Linked DNA regions of Mus musculus: regions 2, 3 and 4 are each linked to region 1. The links are chromatin contacts, called in public Hi-C maps. All regions are on one chromosome and are shown on one strand. The core of a region is the stretch at or near the end of the contact, and the rest is flanking DNA. Distances in the headings are between cores, read along the strand shown. Region 1 overlaps Alk (anaplastic lymphoma kinase). Region 2 overlaps Alk (anaplastic lymphoma kinase). Region 3 overlaps Alk (anaplastic lymphoma kinase). Region 4 overlaps Togaram2 (TOG array regulator of axonemal microtubules 2).

Evidence for each region. Hi-C and Micro-C count contacts between places; a contact is called where the count stands out from the background.
Region 2: a Hi-C map of the N1E-115 cell line shows a contact between it and region 1, with 6 times the contacts expected there. The contact joins two enhancer-like sites. A contact is called at or near these places in 2 of 484 Hi-C or Micro-C datasets (the N1E-115 cell line and neural progenitor cells).
Region 3: a contact with region 1 is called in a Hi-C map of the N1E-115 cell line, with 4 times the contacts expected there. The contact joins two enhancer-like sites.
Region 4: a Hi-C map of the N1E-115 cell line shows a contact between it and region 1, with 2.8 times the contacts expected there. The contact joins two enhancer-like sites. A contact is called at or near these places in 1 of 484 Hi-C or Micro-C datasets (the N1E-115 cell line) and 1 of 9 other capture datasets (adipose tissue).

Annotation. Positions count from the first base shown.
Region 1 is chr17:71,963,377-71,969,909 of GRCm38.p6, reverse strand. It overlaps Alk (anaplastic lymphoma kinase), which reads left to right. Exons shown (of 29, transcript NM_007439.2): 9 at 2,255-2,424. Among named protein-coding and RNA genes, the nearest start is that of Gm41613, 160 kb to the left of the region's middle. Within about 2 kb of position 3,294, at least 24 of the 459 cell types and tissues checked have an H3K27ac peak or open chromatin away from gene starts, as enhancers often do. A contact at or near this core is called in the N1E-115 cell line, where this site is marked.
Region 2 is chr17:72,415,312-72,421,844 of GRCm38.p6, reverse strand. All of the region lies in intron 1 of Alk (anaplastic lymphoma kinase), which reads left to right. Among named protein-coding and RNA genes, the nearest start is that of Alk, 190 kb to the left of the region's middle. Within about 2 kb of position 1,419, at least 2 of the 459 cell types and tissues checked have an H3K27ac peak or open chromatin away from gene starts, as enhancers often do. A contact at or near this core is called in the N1E-115 cell line, where this site is marked.
Region 3 is chr17:72,335,727-72,342,259 of GRCm38.p6, reverse strand. All of the region lies in intron 3 of Alk (anaplastic lymphoma kinase), which reads left to right. Among named protein-coding and RNA genes, the nearest start is that of Gm41613, 210 kb to the right of the region's middle. Within about 2 kb of position 2,584, at least 18 of the 459 cell types and tissues checked have an H3K27ac peak or open chromatin away from gene starts, as enhancers often do. A contact at or near this core is called in the N1E-115 cell line, where this site is marked.
Region 4 is chr17:71,687,745-71,694,277 of GRCm38.p6, reverse strand. It overlaps Togaram2 (TOG array regulator of axonemal microtubules 2), which reads right to left. Exons shown (of 20, transcript NM_177087.4): 4 at 4,842-5,129; 5 at 3,541-3,752; 6 at 2,642-2,832. Among named protein-coding and RNA genes, the nearest start is that of Togaram2, 18 kb to the right of the region's middle. Within about 2 kb of position 2,462, at least 64 of the 459 cell types and tissues checked have an H3K27ac peak or open chromatin away from gene starts, as enhancers often do. A contact at or near this core is called in the N1E-115 cell line, where this site is marked.

The DNA.
Region 1 (6,533 bases), core at 2,045-4,544:
TCACTCCTCTATCCCCTCTAGCTCATCTCTTCCCCTCCCCCAACCCTGATTGAATTAAAACATATTGCCAGAAGATGAAGAAACCTCTTGTGTATCTGTCAAACACCTGTGACTCAGCCCGGCTGCTCCATCAGTATTTGCTGACTAGAAAGCACGCTGATTTCCTTAGATCATAGAGGACCATACCATGGTTACCTTGACTTTTTCCAGTGGAGAATAAGAACCCATTGAAAGCTTTTGAGCCGAGTCACAGATGACAGCGGAATGTGACAGAAGTTCACAAGAGGTTTCAGAAGGGAGAGAGAGAGGGGAAGGGGTACTTTAGGAGCCATGGATGTACTTCAGAGAATAAGTTCTAAAGGCAATATGAGACTTCTGTTGTTAGATTAATGAAGAAGTGAAGATAGAAGCCTGTTGGAAAAACATTGAAGAGTGAATGGGGATGTAGCTCAGTGGTACTGTGCTTGCCGAGTATGTACAAGGCTTCGGGATCCATTCCTAACATAAAAGAGAATAAAGAAGGGGACTCATTTACCTTCCTGTTACTAGATATGCGAACATCTAAGTGGAGAATAGAAACAGATTGTGAGCCAGAAGAGCCACAAGAATTAAATAGAAGGCATTTAGTTTTCCTAAAGTGGGAGGGATCTGATCTTCTTTGTGGACAGAAGAGCTATAGGCACAGCGATTGAAGGTGGTAGGGGAAAGGGGGGGATCAATTGAAAGGGCAGGGGCTAGAAGGCGGTGGGATGGGCAGCCACAGAATGGAGAAAGTACCAACACATGCACAGAGGTAAGTACCAACAACCAAGGGCACTGAGGAACAACAGTTCCACTTTCCAAGTCCAAATCCACAGTGTTCTGGAGCAAAATAAAGGAGAGTACATGTCAGGCACAGTCCCAAGCAGGACACTGCATGCCATAGACTATAAGAAAGTATTGCCTATAGTGTAGGTTTGGTTAGCATTACCTAAGGTGGAGTTGGTTAAATCCTCTAATCAGTGTTATCCAGCCATACAAGAAAACTGAGTAAAGACAGAAAAACATTGGTAGATTCCTTCAGCTACCATGGGAGGTTTTAATGGGGGTGAGTATTTGTTCCCCTGGATAGAGACATGTGACGGTAAATTTGACTCACCGGATCAGGACCCAGGATCCAGCTATGGCTTGGTTAGAGATGGGGTTTCTAGGTAGGACAGTATAAATTATCAGGCTACTATGGATGGTGGTACCATCCTCTTCAATTGAATTGTAAAGCAGCTACCAGTCAGGGCTTGGGAGACAGAAGCTGGGCATGACAGAGAACTAGCTCTTCAAACCACGAGAGCCAAGAACCATGGCTGACCAGAGCTCTGCATGTTCAGGATACACTATGTTTGCCCATCTTTCTCCGGGAGCCTTTTTCTTTCAGACTCTGAACAGCAGAGTTCTTTTACATGCTAGGTGTTGTTTGTAGATTGCCTCGATCAAACACAACCTCTATTATCTTAAACCTCAGTTTGTAGCCTGCACTGCCTCTGAACATGACTACATTTACACTTTCTTATAAAGACTACTATTAGCTACTGTTTCCTTTCAAATGTCTAGGGAATGGTGCCATAGAAACCCACGACACAACAAAAACAGACGCTTTCGGCTTCCTTTTGGCAAAGCAGCATCCTTATTTGGGAAGATAACTATATTAGGATATCATGATATATAGGTGTGTATCTGAGAGAGAGAGAGAGAGAGAGAGAGAGAGAGAGAGAGAGAGAGAGAGGAAGTCTCCCATTAGCTAACATGTGATCTGACACTGTTCAAACAACACCTGTAATTATTAGAAGGAATACAAAAGTCCATTATTCCTAAATCAAAAGAAATTGAATGGGAAAAAAAATCACCTCTATTACATCACATAGTGAGTTGAGACCATAGGCAAAAATCTTTGGGTATCCTTAAGGAAGCTCGCCTGAATAACCCTACTGGTCTAGTGCAGAGGTAGAATCACTGAAATTTGGGGTGATATCATCAGCCTCAATGAAGCTTCGGATTGCTCGATGGTGGTTCCTGCCCAGATCCTTGAACTCCAGTGAAAGTCCTTTGGCAGCTGTTAGCAAGATCAGGCTGTGGGCATCAGCTGCCTTTGCTGGATCAATTCAGATGAGCCTCCAGCAAAGTCCTTTAAGCTTCTGCCGGGGCTGCAAGGATACTTGAGGTTTCCGTGGTACAATAACATTTTAACTGATGTGTGCATCTCTCTCTCTCTCTCTCTCAGCTCCGCATGTCCTGGCTCATCCGCGGGGTTTTGAGAGGAAACGTATCTCTGGTGCTGGTGGAGAACAAAACCGGAAAGGAGCAAAGCCGGACTGTCTGGCATGTCGCCACTGACGAAGGCTTAAGCCTGTGGCAGCATACAGTGCTGTCCCTCCTCGATGTGACTGACAGGTGAGTTACTATTCATTCCCCCCACCCCACCTCCTGCTTTGTTTTACCCTACAAGGCACAGTGCTGACCTGGGAAGGTCTCACACTCCCCCATGCCCTTTATCTAAGACGTTTGATTGGTTGTTTTTTTCTCTTTGCTATGACAAAGTACCTGACAACTTAAGGAGGGAAGGTGACTTTGTTTGGGTTTTACTGCTGTGAACAGACACCATGACCTAGGCAAGTCTTATAAAGGACAACATTTAGTTGGGGCTGGCGTACAGGTTCGGAGGTTCAGTTCATGACCATCAAGATGGGAGCAGGGCAGCATCCAGGCAGGCATGGTTCAGGAGTTGCTGAGAGTTCTACATCTTCATCTGAAGGCGGCTAGTGGAAGACTGACTTCCAGGCACTTAGGATGAGGGTCTTAAAGCCCATACCCACAGTGACACCCCTACACCAACAGGGCCATACCTTCTAATAGTGTCACTCCCTGGGCAGAGAATACACAAACCATCACAGAAGGGTTTATTTTGGCTCGTAGTTTGAGGGTTTAAGCCATCATAGCAGGGACAGCACAATGACAAAAGCATAAGGCAGCTGGTTACACTGCATCAGAGATGAGTAATCATAGAGCCATAAAAGCTGGTGTTGGCCTGGCTTCTTTCTTTTACTTCAGCCTGAGACTCCTCCCCATTGGATGGTACTGCCCTCTTGGATGGTAGTGCCCCATTGGATGGTACCGCTCCATTGAATGGTTTTAGGTTGGGTCTTCCCACCTCAGTAAACCCAATCTAAAATCCTTTCACTGACAAGTCCAGAGGTCTGTCTCCTAGGCAGTTCTACATCCTGTCAGGTTGGCAGTCAATATTAACCACCACACCCATGTACACACAGAGACATGCACATCTCCTGCCAATTGCCGGGAGCTCGAGATTCTTCAAGGGATGGCGCACTAATGAACACTCATCTCCTGCAGCTCTCACCTGGCCTGATTGGCTTTCTTCAGGATCTGTCTGTGGAGAGAGCAGAAAATGAGGCACTCGAGCTACTACCAAATGATGCTCGGGTTTCATATCTCTATGGCATTTTCTCTCACTTGATGGATGTTGCCTTACTTCCTCTTATTTCCTCTCATTTCCTCTTTCCTCGTTAACAACAAAACCTTAGTGGGTGGGGAAGCTCCATCACTATTCTCCACCGTTCTTTTAAAGAGGAAAAGCTGAAAAAAATCAAAGGAGCAAAACAAGTTTGTCTCTGAGCCAAGACTGGAACCAGGGGGCGGGGGGGGGGGGGGTACTGCTCTATTGATTCAGCTCCAGAGGCAGGTTGACATAGGGAGATGCCAGACTCCTCACTGACCAGAGAAGAGCTTCTACCAGGGACCCTGGTTCTTATCAGACTTTACTACCAGTAACCTCTGTGACCTTGGACAAGAGCCTTGACTCCTTCCAGGTTTAGTCCTTCCCACTTCCAAATGGATATGGCTGGATTACCAGATCTCCAGCTGCATGGGGCATTGGATTGGAGCCGAAGCCTGTGGAGTTCAGCTGTCACTTGTCTCCCTAGGATGGCACTACCCTGCCACCTGCAGTCAGCCTGGAGCAAGCAATGCTTGAGTTAAAAATGGCCTGGCACAGCAGCATGTCTGTGACACTCTGCTGTGCTTTACTGAATATCCCACAGGTGGCACAGACATAGCCTATAGCAAAAGGCAGGGTGGCATCTCACCTACAGGGTAGACTGGAAGGGAAAACCACCTGCTATTGGCTAAGCATCACGCTCTACCATCTAGTGCAGTCTTCACAATAGTCTTACAAGAGATACTCAAATTACCATTCTGGTGAACCAACCTTTGAAATACAAGGACCAAAGGCTCAAAGCAGGGCAAAGAGTGATGCCTGTTGTCATGAGGCTTCGTAAGTGTGGAGCTGGGCTTTGAATTCTTCTCTCAAACCTCATAATATGCTGTTCCTTGCCACTTCTAATGGGAACTCTCCTGTCATAGAGAAGAAACCCCCTTCTAACTCAGAACAGCATCCATCCTCTCCTTCCAATGTATGTGGCTTGATGATCAGAGCCCATAGATGTCCCCAGGCTCAATGACCCTGGGACAAATGGATTTAATTAAAGTGGAGGAAGGGGAAAGTATGAGTGCCACCTCCATAGGCCGGTATTTCATCCTTGGGGACTGTGACAGTCACACACAGGGATTGGAACCTTGCTGGCGGTGCTGGAGCCATCCCTCCTGGGAGATGTAAAATTAATTCTGACTGTTACCCCTTCTCTCTTCAACCCAGCAAGTTCTCTGTTTCGTAGCTACTCCAGGGGATTTAAAGCAAGGAGGACGTTGAGTCCACTGGCTCCCTTCCGCAGGAGATGCATTTGAAGGAGACTTTGTTCCTAGCCTTCCTCTTCCCCCCACTGATGGTCACTAGCAGACTGGTATTTCCAATATTGATCCTGAGGCCAAAGCATCCATTTGAGGACTCAGTGAAGATTCAGACAAAAGCCAGCTTGGTTCACAATGCACCGTGACCTAATTCACACATAATTACAGGGGGAAGAAAATGTCTCCATTCACAAAAAAAAAACGCCTGCCAGCCACCAACTTGTTCTCAAAGCTAGAGGCAGTGTGGGAGGCACGCAGACCGGAGGCACAAGATGAGGAAGCGCAGGTGAACTGTCTGATAGTTTCGCTTGCTAAACTCAAACTAGACTATAGCAGCAACGGAGAGGAAGTGGGACAGCAGCGTGTCCAAGTGAGCGCAGGCTTTCAAGTGGACGGTCCCAAGCTTAGTTAGTGGTGTAACCTCATCCCATCTATTGAAACTCCCCGAGTCTCACCATCCCATCCTGTAAGCAGTACTTCACCAGGTTGTTATGGGAATAAATAATAGGATCGCCAAAAGAATCTATACATAACGGGGTGTCAGGAGGTTTTCAGCATCTTTTATTCTAGCCTCTAAGTGGCTTCATAAGTAATTTATTGAACAAACAGTACAAATCCAGCCACTGATCTTCCATGTTCTGCAAAATGGAGGCATACAGCTGTCTCTGGTTTGGGGAAGAAAAGTGGTGAACTCCTCGGTACACACTAAATGCTTCAACACTAAAAGCTGCTAATAAGGAATATTACTAAAAATGACAAACTTCTCTTCCCCCATCACCTGCACAGTGCCTCAGAGGAGTCTGGCATAGTCATCTCAGAAATGATAACGATAATGATAACCTCAAAGGTGAGGTTCTTGTGAGTGCGTAAATCGTAGAAGTCCTGCAACTTCTTCTGACCTCCTCCCAGGAGAGAGGCCACCCCAGCTGCCTGGATTGCCACAAAGTGGAACGGGGGCAGGGGGAGGTTAAAGGAGAGAAAGAAACCAATTAGGGAAGAAAGTAACAGAAAATGAGAAATGAGCAGAGGACAGAAGCAAACCACCTCCCTTCTCCCAGCCCCCGGTGGTAGGCATTCGCAGTCTATGCCCTCAGCCTTCATCCCACATCTCCACCATTCAGCACCTTCCTCGTTGTCAGCGCCCCATCATAGACCTTAGCCGTTGGAAACATTATTCTCCATGCTTCCTTATATCATCTCTGCTCCCCCAGGGTCTCCAACCTGTACAGTCAGGAAGTACTCTTTTCAAAGATCCTATCATAGATAAGATTCCCCATAACCTCTGGACCGCCCATGAGCAATTCTTTTAAACACAAGTCTATTCATGTCCCTGGCTTCCTGGGGCTTTTAGGGCATTCCCTATGTTCTCCAATAAGACCTTTCTTTAAGGTTATGTGTGATGTGTCCAACCTCAGCTTCAGTATCTCATACCATTCATTCTCCTCCTCTGCCTAGACTCCTCTCACTCGGTGGTACCATGCCAAAGTTCCTTACCAAGCCAAAACTCCTTACCTCAAGCTTTTGCATTTTCAAGTTTCTGCACATTAATATTCTTCCTTTGCCATCCACACTTGTAAATACCACTCCTCGCTCACTGTTTAAAGAAGTCTTCCCTCCATCCTGGGCTATCTGTGTGCCCACAATGTGTCCTTGAGGCTCTTGAGGCAAACATGTGCCTTTTCTTTCATTTTTAATGGGTTTTTTTTTTAAATATTTGAATTGGTACACAGGGCAGAGAT
Region 2 (6,533 bases), core at 170-2,669, 450 kb before region 1:
GCTCCACCTCATAAAACTGTCTGTTCACAGACACTTGGAGGGCTGAGGTGTTACAGAGGAGGGCTCCCTAGCTACACGCATACAGAAACTCAGCATTTCCTGAGTTTATATTTTACACTTCTATACTACTTTTTCTTACATGGGTTTAGAAGTGATTATGCGTTAAAGCGTGCAAACTCGGTGAAAACAATTCCTCTTACTGATAAATAACAGTGCTAATAAGCCAGAGCTGCCAGCATGCATGGGTTGGCAAAGGTATTTAGCCTAAAAGGAGATTTTTCCTTCCCAGATGGATTTGGAACACTGCTTTAGGAAATTTAGTATTTACTTACCACTAATGAGAAATCAGAGCCCGGGAATAGCTATCCTTGTGCCTTTCGTCAGTACAAATGGATAGATGCTGTGACACAGTAGTTCCCGTGTGATAGTTATCCCCTTGGGGTCTTCCCTGCCCCTCCTCCAGCTCTCCTTTGGAGTAGAGATGCAAGCACAGGAGAAAGGATGCTGTGTTCCGTATCCTGCTCAAGCTAGTTCATGCTCATCGAGGCACAGCCTGGACCTGAGGACCAGGTTGGCTTCACACTTACGCTCTGGCTAAAGGCATCCCGTCTCAATTCAAGGTACAAGAAAAGAGCATCAGGAGTCAGCACAGACTGTTTTTACTGTGTGGCCTTGGGCATGATTTATCATTGCTAATTGTTGAGAACCACTAGTCTAAATAGTAGGTAATCGGCAAAGGAGTCGGCCAGGCCACCTTCACCGGGATGCCCTTTACAGCTACAGGGCTGGTAGATCTTTGACATCAGCATCTTTGGTGCTGAGCAACCCCTTCAACCTTTGCAGTCATTGTCACTGTCGTGCATTGTTTCCGTTTGTTCTGGTTCTGGTACCAAGTTCTCTATGACAGATTAAAGAGCATCTTGCCTTCCCTACAGAGATGATACAAAGTGGCATGAGGTAAGACGCTTCTCAAAACATGAAACAATTTGGCCGGGATCAGACTATGTTTTCATGTTCATGCCAAAGGGGACATTGCTATTTCTCTCTCTGTACGCGTAGCAATCAGAGCTATGGTAGAAATTGTCAGAAACCAACCAGAAAAACTTTCTTGAAGTCTGTCAAGGGCACCCAGTTATGGTTCCGTCAAGCTTAAACCTTGGGAAGTTACAGGAAGAAATTGGAAATCGCCCTGGGTAATGGAGAGCCAAATTGGGCCTTAGAGTAGGTAGCAGGGTGACTTATTTTTTAATGTTTCCAACATGAAAGAACACAATTGATTTTTTTCCTCCTTAATCCCTCCAACTCCCTGGCTTTTATTGTTTCTAAAATAAGATAAACCAAGCAGGTGTTATTTCAGCTCTGTAAACAATCTTTATTTTTCTGGCCGATAGGAATAGAAATGTAGCCAGAGACCAGGCTTAGGAGAGAGGAGAGCCAGGCAATCAAGGAAATCATTGATCTTAACTTAGCCGGCTCCATCCACCCTGCCAGTGCTCACTGTGGTCGCACGCCCCTCCCCCATAACTCACCCTCTGGTCTCTGCCAATACCTCATGAAAGTGCAGAGCCTAAGGCAGAGACATCTTCAAGTGTGTTGGTTCCTCTCTCGGATCAAATCACACTTGTTATTTTGTAAGATTAGTGGCATCTCTGAAATGACTCCACTCTTTCAGTCCAGGCAAATAATTGTCAAATGACTTTATTTTAATGCTTCAGTGCTGGGAACATTCGAGAGGGTGTCTGTTTTATTGTACACTCTGACGTTCCTGACCTGTTTTCTCTTTCCTCTGTATGTGTCTGCCATGGGCATAACCATGTTAGTTAGCATCAAAGGCCTTTTCTGAGTTAGTGGGCAGTCAGCAGGATGTAGACAGGAGAAATGGCCTTAGCAAGAGACGGACACTTGATTTGAAGATGAAGAAGAACGAGAGAGATGGGACATACGACCCCATTCCATCTGGCTTCAAGTGTTTGTGGTAGGTGTGTGTGTGTGTGTGTGTCCCAGAGACTCCTCTTGCAGATCCCCCAGTTGGCTGCTGCTGGAATGTATTCACCCACCCAGCAGGAACCTGTCCCTTCTGCTAGTCCTGAGTCTTAAGGGTCTCAGCCTGGGGTGTGTCCCACATGTCTCTAGCAAGTTAGCTCCAGGCGCCTGCTTTCAGGGATAGTCCTCAGTGTAGGTGTAGTAGTAAAGGCAGAAGCAGGAGACCACACAGAATAAAGGTCCTTAGTGACACCCCTCTTTAAATAAGTGGTTGCTGTTTTGTCCAAAGAAAACTATTTCCCCAAATTTCAAGAGGCAGAAGGGACAAATGGCCATCTGTGGTACCTATCAGCATACCAATGTGCATGCTGGCCTCTAGGCTCCATCAGCATCACTGGTACCTGCTACACATTTCAAAGTCCATGCTAGCATCCTGGCTCTTCTCACCTCTTCCCCAGCCCTAAACTCCATCCTGCTCCCAGGGTCCCTGTCTCCTCCCCGTCCCGGTTCTCCTTATAACTTTGTTATTTTAGGTGTGTAAGAACACGGCTTGGTCTCTTGGTCTCCCTCTCAATCCCCTTCTCTCTACCCCTCCCCCCAGCCATGTTCGGTCTACTCTCTCTCCCTGCTCTGGACTCTTCCAGAAGCCTCTGGCTGTTCTCTCACGGCTACAGTAAAAACCTTCCTCTTATTCGTACCATGGAGCGTCATATCAACAGTTTATACTGTTGCTCTATCTTACCTTAGCCTTCAGAGCCCTATTTTCTTTACTCCTAAAGTGGAGCTAACAAACTATGCTACTCCAGTGTAAAAAATGTTAATGATCGTGGTGCATCACGGTTATTTTTAAATAATTACTGATGAGAATTGGTAGTTCTGGTGATATTTGGTTAGCCCACTTTATGCTCCCAACAGTCGCACATGTGCACTTGCCCAAGAGCTATCTAGATTCACGAATGAAAGACACACACACACACACACACACACACACACACACACACACACACACACACACACACACCAGTTAATTTTAATATGCCTTAACTAGCTTGACTAGCTTAATGGCTGGGCAATTCTAATCCTTCCTGCTAGCACAGACTCCCCTCCTGTACTTCTGAGTTAACATCTTTTAAAATCTGAATTTCATCTCTGCCACCCCAAACACAATTGGGGAAATGCTCGGGGGCCTCTTCCCCTGATTCTCACCTGTCGGCAGGCCTTTAGGTCTGGTCTTTTTGTTCCTCATCATGGTGATCTCTGCTTCCTTTCTCTCCCCCAGTTTCTAGCACTCCTAAACCTCAAATTCCCACCTCAGTCTACCTGCCCAGCCATTGGCCACTGGCTTTTAATTGATGGATCAAAATCCAATTAGGGACAAGGAGCTTCAGCATTTGGATATGCAGAGTCCTGATTTGGGGGGGCCAGATTAATTCAAAGCATTAGAACCAATCCTCAACAGGTAGTAGAGTTTATGTACATTTTAATAACCAAGAATGGCCCTGGTGATTGAACAACAGAGCTGCATATTTGAGCTGTAAAGTGTGTCAAATAAACAAAACAAGAAGACACAGGGTACCTACTCTGCCTCTACCTTGCCCAGAAAGTATTTATGGCCTCAGAATTGACCCTAACAGTTCGTAGGGCAAGACTTTGTATAGATGGCCTTGGGGACTGGGATTCTAAGCTGTCACAGGAACCTGGTGTACTCAAGTGACTCAGAAGGCTCAAAGGAGAGAGGAGTCAAATGCACAGTCTTTATTAGGACTAAGGAAGCAAACAGGGAGGCACACACCCTACAGTCATGACTCTCAATGCGCTTACTACCACTGAGACCATGGGTAGGGTGAACCTAGATAAACCTTCTTCTGAGTCTCTGTGTCAAGGCCACATTACCCTTAGCATTCTGTACAGAGCTTGATGCTGCCTCTTTCCTGAAAAGCCCGTGGAGGCTATTACTTCTTTGCATTGGCTAAATACAGATTGTGATTGCCTGCTTGGGTAGTTTATGGACCGTGGAAGAAGCCAGGACCGTCTTTTCTTTGGAACTGGGGAGTTGGGTGAAATCCTGCCAAGTGTGCTGGTTAGTTTTTGTCAACTTGACACAAATAAGTCCCCTGGGAAAGAAACCTCAGCTAGGGAATTGCTTTCATCAGATTGGCCTGTGGAGACATTTTCTTAACTGCTAGTCGATGTAGGAGGCTCCAGCTCACTGTGGTCAGTACTGTCCCTTGGCCATGGTCCCAGACCATATTAAGAAGCAAGCTGAGCAAACCAGGAGGAGCAAGCCAGTAAGCAGCACTCCTCCATGACCTCTGCTTCGGTTCCTGCTTCCAGATTCCTCCTGCCTTGACATTTCTTTCCCAAACTGTTTTTAGTAGGTGTTTTATCACAGCAACAGAAAGCTCAGTATAACTCGGAGCTTCCTTCCTACCAGCTCAGCTCTCCAGCGAAGTCTTTTATTGAATTAAAGTCTAAGAATTTCTTCAAGAAGGCACAGCCTGTTGCCTACCCCCCCCCCCGGTTTGGTTAGCGATCTCAGGAGAATTTCCGTATCCTGGGGCTGTATTTATTTAACTCTATTATTTATTCTGCACCAAGAGACCATTTTTATTGGTGTGTTTGTTCTCTGAAGGGGATGGTTAGCACTAGGAACTGATGTAAAAGAGCTTCCATCCCCAGACTCCTAAGGCACATCATAATGAAGGTGGGCAGAAGAGCTCCTCTGGCAATTCAAAATGACAGACCCATTCCCTAGAGCAGACTGTCAAAGTGTATATTTCTCAAGAGCAACGTCAATATCATTTGGAAATGTAGTATCTGTGTAAAAACCTTGGTTCCACTCCACCCATTGAATCCAACCCCATCTACTAGATCCCACCCCATCCACTGGATCCCACCCCACCCTCTGGATCTTATTCTTCTCCCTGCATCTCATCCATCCTACTGAATCAACCTCCTGGGCATGGTGTTACCACTTTGTGCTTTAACATGTTGATGTCTTTTAAAGTCTAAGTTAAGGTCCTAGGTAGTCTGGAGGAATGGATGTTAAGTGAGTTATTTCTGAGAACTATTCAGGAGAAGCCCATCAGAGATAACCACTCAGGCATAGTTCAGAGCTAACTGAAAGTCTTTATTCTAGCTGGTGGGACCAGACCCAAATATTCTGCCAGATATTTGGAAACCTAGATGTGGCCCCAAGTGTCCAGAGCATAATTTTGAAGTCAAAACCCAAATTCTGGCATCTTGCTCAGCAGCTGCAATGGGGGCTTGGGGCAGACTTCAAAAAAACAAAGGTTTAATGAAGCTAAAACAATCAGCTAGCTGAAGGAGTTCCATACAAACAAACAGTTTAACAGAAGCTAGAAGTTAACTGGGACATCCAAACCTTGGATTCCAAGAACAGAATTGGGCATTTTTTTTTAGGCTTTTCCATCAAGGAGATCAAATCCTACTTAAACCTGAAATGGCCTCAGCAAAGATACAAGATGGAGGAGCCTCTGCACAGTCTTGACTGGTTGCATTCCCCACTGGTTCTATGGAAATGAGAGACATTGTTGATTCATTTTTTTTTAAATGGGGGCACACTTGGTCCTAAGAACCAGTAACTTAACTGAGTTTATTCTCTATTTGATTTAGTTGGCAGTGCAGTTGAGGATTCAGGGTTCCATTGTTAGCCTGATCAGGGTAAGAACCAACAGGTCCAGATAATGCTGTTAGTAAGGTGTTAAGCCATAGGGATCAGGTAAACAGAAACATGTCTTCTTTCTCCCCACCCCCTTTGAAGTATTCTCTCTCTCTTCTTTCCCCATTTTTCATTTCTCTTCTCTTTCTCTCCACCATCTTTTTTCATCATTTCCCACTGCTTCTTGCCTTCCCCTACTTAAAGCAATTACCCCTGCGTGCACTCTATGGCACTGGCAGCCAGCTACCACAAGATCTTCCTCACCTCTGATTCCTACCTTAGAGCAACAAGGACCAGAGCCCCAAGAAAACCTGCTGAAAGCCAAACTTGGGCCAGGCATTGGCCCAGCTCCTCTAAGCAGGTTCATTTCCTGTGCATAGGAACTGGCCGGGGGGGGGGGGGATTCAGAGCCCTGAACAGTCACCCAGTAGGGTTCCTACCTCTTGCAGCTCTTCTGTTGTTAAAACTAGACAGAAACAAACCAAAATAAATTATTTTGAAATAAAATCAACATTTTGTTCCTTCAACTTAGGTCATAAATCCTGGGCTCATCCCTAGCAACCAAGGCTCAGTTGCCTATGGCAGTTGCAGTGGCTGTCCCTACCCCTACTAGAGTGAGGACTAGAATTGGGACCCTTGTGACCTTTGTTAGCTAACATTTAATCAAGGCCTATATGAGCCGTTCCCTCTTCTCTATTAAGGCATATACCTGGAGAACATATACAGTGTACTTTATCATATATAGACAGTGCAGTATACATAGAGTGGAGGTGTGAGCAGGCATAAAATTATAATCCTTGAAGACCTTTTTCTAGCCAGATTTTCCTATAGCCTGATTTATTGACTTCTGTTCCTTCCCTAGACCCAT
Region 3 (6,533 bases), core at 1,335-3,834, 370 kb before region 1:
TTCCTAATATATTCTCTTTTCCCCAGAATAACCTGAGCACAGGATCACAGATCACTGATCCAGTTAGCAAGAAGATGCTCGAGCCTTCCATGCGGGAAACACTGAAATGTGAGCAGAGATCCAGAATGGTTCAGAAAGGTCACCTGTGCCCTGAGAAGATACAGGAATTGACTGGGAGACCCTGAAGTCCCTTTCTTGGTCTTCTGCAAGTCAGCAGAATAGGGAAATATCGTTTTGTTGATAGTTTCCAATTAGGTAGCAAATTTGCAAAGCAGTGAGGGGCAAAAAAAAAAGCGATCCTAGAAATCATCTAGTAATTCAATCCCTGCTAATATAGTGGAACAAATATTAAGAGGAAAAAATACTATCTAGGATAATGGAATTATGAGCAATAAGCATTATGGGTTTTAAAAGAACAAATCATGCCAGACAAAGTTGATTGCTTTTTTGATTAGTAGACTAAGGGAATAGAGTAGATGTAATATATCTTGATTTTAGCAAAAGGTTTGATAGTGTCTCGTGAAATTTTACTCAGGAAATTAATTGAAAATGGCCCAGAGATGAGCGCTGTTGCATGAACCTCACATGGTGGCAGAGACGCAGAAGGGAAGGAGCCACGGGCAGACGTAGGACAGCAAGTCTAGAGTCAGGGGGTCAGTTCTATTTAATTATTTCATTACTTTTCAGGAAGAGAAATAGGCTGCTCTTACGTGAGTGAAATTTGTAGTGTGTCTTATCTGTGCTCTTTAATGAAAAGAAACCACTGAAAGCCAGCAGTCCATGTAGCTCTCCATCCCAGGTGGAGCCTCACTCTGGGTCCCAGAAGAAACCCGGTTGTGCACCCTGTACCAAATGGCTCAGCTCTATTCTTAGTGATGGAAGAGGGATAATTTTTTGAACCCCAAAGCTTATTCTTATCATCATGCTCTTATTCTATGCGGGGTTTCCTTGCAACCCCAATATATAAGAACCATCTGGCACCTCAGAGACAAACTCTTAATGCTGCATTTAATTGTTCATTATCCACCATGACCCAAAGTATATGTGATCGATATCATCAGTTTGTTTTAGAGTAGCAAGTGTGTTTTAGCTGGCAGTGGTCATTGTTGTGGTCACACTTGAATGAATGCTCTGTAGGAAAGCAGAGAAGGTTCAAAGAAATAGACGAGAGGACAGAGAGTTTAAGAGAGTCGGGAGTTCCTGAAGCTACAAAAAGGAAATGCTACTTGATCAGGGACTTAAGGGATAGGCAGAACCTTTTTTTGTAGGATGGATAACAAGAAGGAAACAGAGGGTGGATTTAAAGTTTATTTAAAGTATCTTAGTTATTCTCCATTAGAATAAAATACCTTAAACGCTCATGAGAAGACTCAGACAAGTTCTAATCTGTGTTCATGATCTGGAAGATCTGGAAGATATAACAACAGATATATTAACCCTGAAAGATATGGGGACAAAGTGGGAGTTGTCTCTAATATAGCACCATGCTGAGCACAAAGAAGGGATCCTATACCCTTACCCATTTGTCCACCATTGTTCTGCCACGGGTGATGGCGGGGGACCAGCTGTGGTGAAGAAGGAATGATCTATATAAAGAAATTTAAACTCTATCCTGTAGGTGCTAAGAGCACAGACATTCCAGTTGGATCCCAGTTTTACTGGGATCATTCTAACTATGCTAGAGGAAGAATCAGAGGGAGAAAGGAGGTCAGGGAAGAGGCTACTCAGTTGACAGATGAAAATAAAACCCAGTCTCAGATAGAAGTGGGGCAGATAGAATCCAGTTAGTTGTATGGCTAAAGAAAAGAGAATCCCTATGAGCCTAACTGTACAATACAAGCAACTGTGTATTCAGTAACATTGTTATCTAAGGAGGGGAAGCCAACACCAGCAAGCAGCAGATTGAGAAGTTGGACCAATTTAATGAACCCCAGAAGACATTCACCGGCAAACTGAACATAGAATGATGGTTAGAACATCACCATTGGCACCTCTGCTTGTAGATGTGAGACATCAACTGGCTGCAAACGATGCTACTTCTCCTGGCTTTGGGGGAAACTAGCAACATGGGCAGAGGATTATGGAGGCAAGCATCTTGAGATGTTTTACATGCGGAAGAATTGGGAAAGATGTTCTGATAAGAAAGTAATAAATTGGAGATCAAGAAATGAATGCAGGGTTTTCCTACAAACAGTACCGTCTTCTCTTCCCTTCTTCCTTCTCATTTCATTACATTTCAACCGAATGAAGATGGCTTTACTCAGAGGTCAGGGTGGTTTCCGAATGAAGCCAAATGTGTCTTCAAACACTACAGAGGAGCATTGCAAACATACTAACCTTAACCATACTGGGTGGCAGACTAGACCTACAAACTGTTTTTGCTGTGTTGTAGCGCAGAACAAAGTTGAAGTTTTCACAGCCGCCAACGCCAAAAATTAGATGTTTGATTTTTTGTATGTTTTCTTTCAAACACTGGGCAAAGGAGAGTGAAAACTAGGTGGAGGCACTGCCTGATTCATTGCCTGTTGCATGAAGATAGTCATTGTGCCTTGGATATATAACAGACTGTGAGTCACCCCAAACAGAACCGGCTCCTCTTGAAATGATGCCCATGGGGTTAAGCTAAATTGAAGGAAATTGCATGTGTCTCAGGCATGTGTCATTCTGATTACCCTTTCTTGGGTAAAGGTTAGTGAGAATATGGGGGGGGTGTGAGGGAGGATGATAAAAAGAAGAAGTGGAGAGAGCAAGAGCAGTCATCTTTGAACTAGACGTTCCTTCCCGACTCTTCCTTTAAAGCTTTGATTGACTGTGTATTCTTTGACTCACCTGAAGTGACTAATAGGAACATTATTGATAATAATAAAAAATGAAAGAATTTTCTGTCAGCACCATCAAGACATTTCTTTAAGCTTTTTTTTTTTCAGTGTCCCCATGATATAATCACTAGGTCATTTTGGATTCACGTTTTATAGCTGTTCAGTAGGATGAATATTAAGAGTTTCAATGGGAAATTAAGGCCATGGTTTAGTCTGTTCTGATTTATGAATTGGCCTTTAAGGAAGTACAGTGGTAATGTTGATGAATTTGTGAGGATTTGGTGCTGTATGCAGTGTGCTCAGTGGGGGGAGGATTAGTTCCATAGTCAACCTAAGAGATGCAACTGGATCCCTAGTTTCTTGTCAGTCTCCAAACAGCATTAGCACATCAACTGGCTATTGGGTACTTCTTGGCCTGGATGGGTAGAGGGCCGTGAAAGAGCTGGTGCTTCTTCCAGTTATAGTTTCATCAGTGAAAACACAACCGTGTAGTTTGAATGTCAGAAATGCCCCACAGGCTCATGTGTTTGGACAGTTGATCCTTACCTGGTGGGGTTGTTCTAGAACATTATAGAATCTTTTGGATATGAGGGAAGCCTAGTTGATATGGGGCAAAGGGGTGGAGACTATGGTTGTAGACGACCCCTGATGCTAGCTAACCCAGCTCTCTGATTCTTGACCATTGTTGTAATATAATCTACTGTCTGTCTTATACTCTGGGTGCCCCAGCTGGATCCACCTGATTTCTCTATCATGATAAACCATACCTTCTTAAAGTGTGATCCAGAATACACCCTTTTCCCCTTAAATTGCATTCTCAGGTATTTTGTAACCGCAATAAGAAAGGTAATTAATGCATATAGAAAGGTTAAAATCCAATCAGAAAACTCTCCTCTCTGGAGCAAGTTATCTTTATTTGGAAAATTACTTTGAATGGATTGTTTGGAGTATATAACAGAGCTGAAATCATGGGTGTGTAGACATGCATATATATATATGTGTGTGTGTATGTGTGTATGTGTCCATGTATGTGTCCATGTGTGTCTCTGTGTGTCCATGTATGTAAGCATGCATGGAAATTATGTGAGGCAGAGGAGAGAGGACCAGTGAAGCTATCTTTGACATTGCTTCCTGGAGAGATGGTTGTAAATACAGGACAAGAGACACTGAATGCTCACATTGATATTGTTTGTATTTCTCTCATCTAACCTCCTCTATTCTTTCTCTCACGTCCCACAATTCCTGTATTAGACACACAGATTGCCTTGCATAAGTAGGCTTTCTGGTGGATCTTGGAGGGATGCTCAGATTTCACTTCTGTATCAGATTGTATGAAACATACATGAAATTGACACAAGGTAGACAATCCACTGCCTGGTGAAGACAAAGAAACTGTAGAAAAAAACTAAATGGGAATTTTAGGCTTTCTTGAGATACAGAATTAGAAGTTCAAACTTATCTTCCAGGCACTGAAAGGGTATGGAGACAGCCACTGGTTGACTCTTAAGTTACATTTGTATTAAAAAGGTATCAGAAGTTTTCACCTATATATGGAAGACTTTAGCAGTTAGGAATATTCTTTGTGCTGACCACTGCTGGACCTCAAGTTTTCTGCTTTCTACATTCTAAATACACAGACCACACATGTCAATGGTGTATGAATAGAATACACAGTACCTATGAAGACCCATGCAGTCAGACTGTCCAAATTCATATCTTGCCTCTGCATATACTCAGTGTGTGACCTTTGCAAAAACAGTCTCTTATTTGTGCAGTGTAAATAATGAGTCCTCCCTTATAAAATTGTGAAAACTAAATAATTAATCCTGTGAGGGTTAAATGATTAATACCTGCCAACCCACAGACAAGCACCTACAAGACCCAAACAATTGTTATTCATCTTCTTGTTAGAATCCAAAGTAATTTCACACTCTTGTGTCCTCACAACGCCGCCATAAACTATTCTTATCCCAATCATAGAAGTGGAAACATTTATTTATTCATTCAATGAAAATGTAATGAACCAGACAGTGTCAGATGCTGGGGGTATGCCAATCACAGAATCAGCACAAAATTACATTGCCTCAATCTCCTTATCCTCTGCTTATTAACAGGCTTCTAACTAGGGGGAAAGAATAAGCAGGAGGGTTAGCTTGATGCGCTGAAGAGGAAAATCAGTTCCTTCTCACCTGGCTCCCTGCAGTTGAATGATCTTGTCAAGATATTCCTCAGGTTCTTAGATATATTTTTTCCCTCTGTGAAACAGGAATAATGATAGCATCCTGGAGGAGAAAGAGAGAGAAACAGAGACAGAGACATAGAGAGAGAGAGAGAGAGAGAGAGAGAGAGAGAGAGAGAGAGAGAGAAAGAGAGGAAGAAGCAGAGACACACAGAATATGTGTGAGAGTGAGAGAATACAAAGAGACAGAGAAACACACAGAGGGGTGTGTGTGTGTGTGTGTGTGTGTGTGTGTGTGTGTGTGTCTGTGTGTCTGTGTGTGTCTGTGTGTCTGTGTGTATCTGTGTGCCTGTGTGTCTGCATACATGTGAGGGCCAGAGGCCAATGTTGGATATCTTCTATTTCTCGCTACCTCAGTTTTTGAGTCAGGGTGTCTCCTTGAATCTACAGCTCACCAAAAATTCATCTAGCCAGCAAACCCTAGGGACCCTCCTATCTCTACTTTCCAGGGCTACATGCTTGCTCAGCAAGCACTTACTGAGTGAACTGTACAAAATGCCTGGGAAAATATTGAGCACACAAGAAACATCGGTTCCTTCCATCTTATCACCTAAATGTTGCAAGGAGCCAGAGAAGAACAGAGAGCAGTTAAGAGCTTCTGATTACCCAGGAAACCACCAAACATGCATATTTCACGGGAGAAGTCAACAAAAGGAGAAATGGGGCGAGCATCAGCTTCTATGAGAGCAGTATATGATCCACTTGTCTGCCTCGAAGGTGGGAACAGAACTTCAGGGTGAGGCGTGCAGAAGGGCTGAGCATTGTCTTTCAGGAACAGACATGAAACATGGAAACAAAGAAATCCCAGAAGATGATAAAGGAAGAAAGTCAGGCACTTCAGTGCACTCCTGGAGGCCCTTTCTTGAGAGAAAGGTGTGAGGATTCTCTGGCCTCCCGATATCTATCTATATTCCTTTTTCTTTTCCCCTGTTGTTTTCTCCTGCACCTTTGTCTTTCTCACCCTACCTCCATAGCCCCTCTTCTTTGGTGAAGAAAAGGGAAGGCAAATTAAGCTCTGACCTGAGAGCTAGGTGACTGGCCCTCAGAGTTAGTCCGGATCTCCAAGATGACTCACAACCAGAAGCAGCTCCCAGAAGAGCAGTTGAGCCTTCTCAAGAGTCGTTACTTTTCTTGATTTCTCTTTTTGGATATTTGTTCCCAGCTCTCCAGAAGAAACTGAGCACAGGTGACACAGACTTCACTCTCTTCTTCATCTCAGTTAATGGCTGATCTGCAAAGTCACCTAGCTCAACCTGCACTGAATCTTCTAGACCAGTGTATCATCACTCTGCCTACAACTGGGAATCTTTGGGCAGAGCCCTGGATTGCGTCTCAGGCCTCAGTGGGGGAGCATCCTGGGCAAACTTAGCACTTCTCCATTTTTCCAAAGCCTAAATGGGCCACTTGATAAACAGTTTGAAGGCTTTTCCAATATGTTAGAAGATAGATTCTTTCTATATAGCAACAATAAAAAG
Region 4 (6,533 bases), core at 1,213-3,712, 270 kb after region 1:
ATGAACAGACATTTAAAAAAAAAGAAACAAAATCAATTTAAATAGCCAAGATTTATTAATTAAATCAATGAAACAATGGAAGGGAGGTAGGGGTGGACAGGCAGTCTCTGCCATGTGGACAAGCAGAGGTGACCCCTTCCTGTCCTCCCCAGCCATGAAAGCCAGGTGAGGCCGAGGTGGAAGGACCTTATTGATGTGCAGGACAGAAAAGTGCCACGGAGGAAATGGGGCTCTAGCTCAGGAACCAGCACACCCACAAAGGAGTCCGCCGGAGGCCTACAGACAGCACAGGAGGAGGAAGGCTGCCCCCTGGAGGTCAAACCAAGCAGGCTGCTGGCAGCAAAAGGCAGAAGAAAGCCAAAGACCACTGAAGGGTTGCCTGAGGACGGGACTCAGAAAGGGGAGGCTGAACAGCAAGGGGCTGGATAAGGCAGATCGGGTGGCTGTCTGGGTGAAGTTAAGAAGCAGCTGTGAAGCCGGGCAGTGGTGGCACACGCCTTAGATCCCAGCACTTGGGAGTCAGAGGCAGGTGGATTTCTGAGTTCAAGGCAAGCCTCCTCTACAGAGTGAGTTCCAGGACAGCCAGGGCTACACAGAGAAACCCTGTCTCGAAAAAAAGAAAAAAGAAGAAAAAGAGGCAGCTGTGAGTGTAACATGGGAGGCAGCGTGGGAGGCAGCGGCGGGGACAAGAAACAGATGGGAGCTTCTGTGTGCCTTGTTATTGCAAGGACAGCATGGGGAGGGACACTCAGTGAGGCACCAGAAGCACATGAAGCCAGAGCCAGGCTGCTGAAGTAGGCAAAGGGCAGCTCCTCCATCAAAGGGCAGTTTGGGGAAGCAGGAGGTGCCTCGTGTTGCCATGGTAACATGCATTCCCTTCCATCATACTTCCTCTAATGCTGACCAGCAAGCCATGAAAAACCAGAAGTCCCAGGGAGAGTGTGGGTCTCCAGGGGGAGGTCAGGCCATGGCAAAGTCACCCAGAGCCCAATGACCCTGGAGATCATAGCCACGAGGAAAGACTCCAGGAAAAAAGAAAGAAAAAAAAAAAAACCAGGAATTTTGAGGATGGGCAGATTTGAGCAACAGATGAAAGGCATGTAGGAGAGTGCCTGGAAGATCAAGACATGGGTATAAAACCAAGAGAAAGAGGAGAAAAATGTCAACCCTAGCCACAGCCACAAAGGTCATGAGAGGCATTGGACAGAGATCGAAGACTCTGTCACTAATGCTACAGAGAGAGGGAGAGAAGCTGTGTGCCAGGAGAAGCGTCCCGTGGTAAGGAAGGCCAGTGCAGAGGTGAGTGTGAAGGTGAGGATGGAAGAGAGCTCCCATCCAGGAACAAGTGCAGGGACATGGTCCCACAGTCTAGCAGGGCCCAGACAAAGATAGAGACATGGCTGTGACCAGAGAAGGCAGCCCAGGAAACAGGAGATCTCGGAAAGCCAGAGAGAAATGGAAGACTTTGGAAGATCAGGCCAAAGAAATGCAGGAGGAGGATGTGACAACCATAGGTGGTGATTTAAGTGACAAACGTGCCCCAGAGTCTTGGGCGGGGATGGGGTGGGGGGTGGTAGTGGCAATGTTTGAATAGTGTGGCCTTGCCCACAGGAGTTATGCCATTTGCAGGTGGGCTCTGGGATTTAAAAAGCCTCAAGCTATTCCCGGTATTCTCGCTCTGAGGGTCAAGATGTAAGCTCTCGGCATCCTGTGCTATGATGCCTGATGTTGCCCCACCACCGTGGGCTCTTACCCTCCAGAACTCTCTGTCCGTGTAAATTCTTCCATAACTTGTTTGACCCTGTGTGGTGTTTTATCATAGCAACAGAAATGTACACTCATACGCCGCACCGGGAAAGGCAGACCTATAGTGGCTGAACGCCCACTCACATACATTCCCAGACACTCACATGTGTGTATACAAATGCACACACAGACACAAACATGATTACAGATGTACACTCACAGGCATGTGCCTAGGAATTCTTACATACCCAATTGGGGTATCAGTCTGGGCTGGCCACTGGATGCTGATAGCCGTCTAGAAGGCTCTGCCTGTCTTCTTTACGAGCAGATTCATGATAACCTAGAGCCTCTGCCCCAACTGTTTCTGGGTATGAAGAGCCTTTTGAAGTCCAAACATTTTATGAAAAACCCATATACCCACACATATGTATATGCAAACATACACACACATGACCACACACTATATACATTATACACACATTATACATGATAATAGTGGTGGTTTCAGTATCTGTCAGTTAAGAAAATACAAAATAAGAGAGAGCCACCATGGGCTTGACCATGCCCTAAAACAATGTGTATTTTATTCATCACTATGGCAACTGTAGACATTGAGAAACTAGAAAACAAGTTACTGCCCACATTACTGGTCATGAATGCCTTCAGAGCCAGCCAGAGTCCAGGATCAGAGGAGCCGCAACAACAATGCTGTGGTCTCCGCATGTCTGCCATTCACAAGAGGGGATTTTTACCCTTTCCAAACCTGGTGCCTCAAGACTGTGCCAGCCACGGTGACTCAGCAGTGAGGAGCCCAAGGGAAGGGGGGTGGGGGGCAAGACAAGTTACAGGAGAGATGACCACAAACAGACTTGAGATTTTTAAGTAGGCCGCTTACCGCGTATGTGGGGCCTTTGGTCCCATAAGCACATCCTGGCTTGGACACAGGGGGCTGGGCAAGGAGCCAGGCCTGCAGGAAGAGGTCCCTGTGGGCATCCGGGCCTTCGGAATGGGTGGGATCACGAGGCCTCCTAAAGACTTGTGCATCTTCTCATCAGCGCAGTGTAAGTATTGCCTGGAAATCTGCACCTGTGAGGGGGAGGGAGCCTGGTCCTTGGAAGCATGACTCACACTGTACTTTCTGCTCCTGGTAACCTCGCACAAAGCATCTCCTGGCAGCTGGTGAGAGGATGCTGGGAAATGTCCTCTTGTTTCCCTTTTCGGTCTCTTAGCCCCACTCCAACCCCTCTGGGAAGGTCACCCCTTCCCAACCACTCCAGGTAGGAAGACTGGCAAGCTTTTCCGTCGCTTTAATTATTTTTTGGATTTTAATTTTTTTTTAATCTTCTCATTTCAGAAAAATCTTTGACTGTGTAGAGCTGGAAGGGACCCTCTAAAACCCCCAATTCAAAGCTCTGCTTTTACAGATGTACAAAACAGCTCTGGGAAGGCGATGCCAACGCCTTCCTCCATGCCAACAAGCTGGCATTAAGCAAGAGATGAGCAGAAGACCGGGAAAAATCCCAAAACATGAACACCAAAGAAAGCCTGGGTCCACCAACTCCAGGACAGAAAGGATTGTAGCCCCCATACCTCTCAGGCAACCACACACACACACACACACACACACACACACACACACCACTCTCAGGCCAGATGTAACAGCTGGAACGCTACAGGGAGACGTGAAATGAGGGTCTCAATGCCACCCTGGTCTTGAGGACTGTCTAGAGACATTTAGCCGGGGCACAGGGACAAGAGTTGATAAAGGAATGGGGAGCCACAGAGCTGCCTTACCTCCTGGGCACTGGCTCCCGGGTCCTGGAGATCCTGTCTGCCTCCAGGAGGGTCCAGGTCCTTCTCCTTAGCACTGTTGGCCTCAGGGGTGGTGGGAATGCTCTGGATGGGAGGCATCGGCCTGGGTACCCTCAGGAGCCTCTGTGAGGTGGTGCGGGGGATTGTGCTCCGCAGAGGAACCCCTCTGGGGCCTCCCACCGGATCCAGAGAGGCTGAGCAGGGGTAAGATGGGGGAAGAAGTTAGTACCTGGAGCACGGAGAGCTGAGGGTGATTGCTGTACTAACCTAGGCCTCACATCCTGGGAGAAGAAGGGATGATGGAGGGGGAGGGGAAAGAGCTGGGCTCCCTCCAGCCTGGCACCCAACATCCACCAGATCACTAGCTAAGCAGCGGGTTTTGCGGGTCCCTTTTCATTTCCATAAAACATGGTAGAAATGCAAATCAAAGTCAAAGATGGTACAGGTGGAAAGACAAGAGCAGTGTTGGGCTAAGAGAGAGCTAAGAGAAGGCACAGCTGGCCCTGGATAGACGGCATACCACCCTTCTCATCCCTAACTTCAGATGGAAAATGTCCCTCCTCAGACCATTTGGAGCACTCTCTCCCAGCTGGCTGTGCTATTTGGAGCAACCGTGGAGCCATCAGGAGATGAGACCCAGCTGGAGGAGGGAGGAAGTAGGTCGGTCACTGGGGATAGACCTTTGAAGTCACAGCCCAGACTCTGGGTCCAACCTTGTGTTCAGCTTCCTGACAGGACCAGCCTCAGCCTCATGAACCCACTTCCACGAACGGAGTTCCCCCACCCTGCTTGCCTGCCTGCCCCACCATGCACAGTGAAACAGTGAACCAGTGTAGATCTTCTCCTCTGCAGATGTTTCTGCTCCGTGTGCTGGTCAGAGATGTGAAAGTAATAATATATTCGAGGAATACGCGACAACTCAAGGAATATACTCCAGAGAAAAGTCAGCCGTGTTCCTGGTAAAGCCCAGTCCTTCTGTGTGCATCCACAGAATGCCAATCTGCTGCCAGGCAGAGGCAGCGGCTAATCAATTTCTTCTGATACGGGGGAGACTTGCCTTGACACCCCTAAGCTAGCCTAAAAGACACACGCCCCCTCTCCATCATTTCTGCTAGATTTCATCCTCAATGCTACCTCATATCCCACAACAGCACCCACCTCAGCAGAAACCCACTGACCAGCCCCAATGGACCCCCAAAACCTCAAACACCTGCTGACCCTCATAGCCTGGATGGCCTGGCGTGCTTGATCTCAGAGTGGGTGGTGGCTGGGTCGTGACTCACCTTGAGAAGATGCCGCCATGCCTTCTGAGAGCCGTCTCTTCTTGAGTTTGTCCTTAATCTGGATCGTGTCCCGGGCCACACTGCTGGCCTCTGATTCCAGGGAGGGAATAGCTGCCCCCAGGTGGTGCCCCAAGGGCAGAACTCCAAGGCCCCTGGGGTAGCCATTCCTGGCCTGCCAGCCTTTCAGAGGAGCATTCAGCATGAGACTACTCTGGTCCTCATGTTCCCTTGAGAGCTGTGATGGCTTCTCACTGCTTGGCAGTACACTTGACACTGGCTGCAAAGAGGCTGAGAGAGATACACACACAAGTGGCTTTTCGGCCAAAGCTAATAGGCTCAAGGTAAATACAAGATGTGCCCAAAGCAAGAAAGCAAAATGTTCAGCTGTTGTTGTGAAGGGCTGGGTGAACTTCTGGGCCCAGAAGAGTCCTAGAACCTGGAAACGTGAGGGAAATTGTGGGCAGGGGGCTTTAAAAGCTCAACCACATTGTCTCTCTCCTCAGAATCCCTCGACAGAAGTCCTAAGACCTGATGCTCATCCTGCAGAGGTTCCGCTGTAGCTGGCATACAATCCCGGGACAGCCAAACTCCCGGGACAGCCACAGCCTGAGAGAACACACACCTGCAGAGTCGTGGAAGCCTCCATGCAGAGCAAAGAGGCTGAGCCCTGCCCTAGACATCCGATAGCTAGACACCAGAGCAGAGTCCAGGAGCAGAAGGTGACAGAGGTGCTAAGTGAAGTCAGGACAAACACCAGAGCAGGGCCGCCATGCTTGTGACTCCCCCTCTTGCTACTCATGTCTGGTGCCTTCCCGAGGTCAAGACGCAGGCCCCCAGGGAGGCTGGCCTCGTCTTGCTGGAGTTTGAGAGGTTCCAGGTTCATAGAGGGCTAATCCATACTGAGAGGACCTCTTTCCCATCTCTGGAGGCTCCCTCTACCACCCTCAATCCCTGAGGAGACCCAAGCGATATTTTTGTTTGTTTGTTCCTACTTTTTGTTTAAGGTTTTGGTTTCAGAGATTTGGGGAGGTTTGGTGTTTGGTTGGTTTAGTTTTTCTTTGCTTTGCTACTCTACTTAAAATCATTCTTAAAAGTAGACATCGGGCTGGTGAGATGGCTCAGTGGGTAAGAGCACTGACTGCTCTTCGGAAGGTCCTGAGTTCAAATCCCAGCAACCACATGGTGGCTCACAACGACCCGTAATGAGATCTGACGCCCTTTTCTGGTGTGTCTGAAGTTAGCTACAGTGTACTTATGTATAATAATAAAGAAATCTTTTTTAAAAAAAGAAAGTAAAAAAAAGTAGACATCACTCCACTCACATAAAAATTGATATATAAAATTTCTGTCATATTTAAATTCTCACAAGTATATAATTTCCAGCTTTTAATTTTTTTCTTTTATACAGAGTCTCATGTAACCCAGGTTAGCCTCAAACTTATCATGTAGTTGAGTATGATTTTCATTGAACTCTGAAACTCTGCTTCCTCAAACGTCCTGATAATAATCTCTAGAAGCATCTTAAACGTCCATGATACAAAGACACCTGCCACAGATGGAGAATGTCCAAACATCCAGACACCATCATTTCCTCCTCTGGCCTGGCTTCCAGCAATGTGGCCAGTGGCCTTGACTGGGTAGTTTCTAAGGGATCCTCCTCTCCTGGCCCATGTCAAATACCTCAGAGGGGTC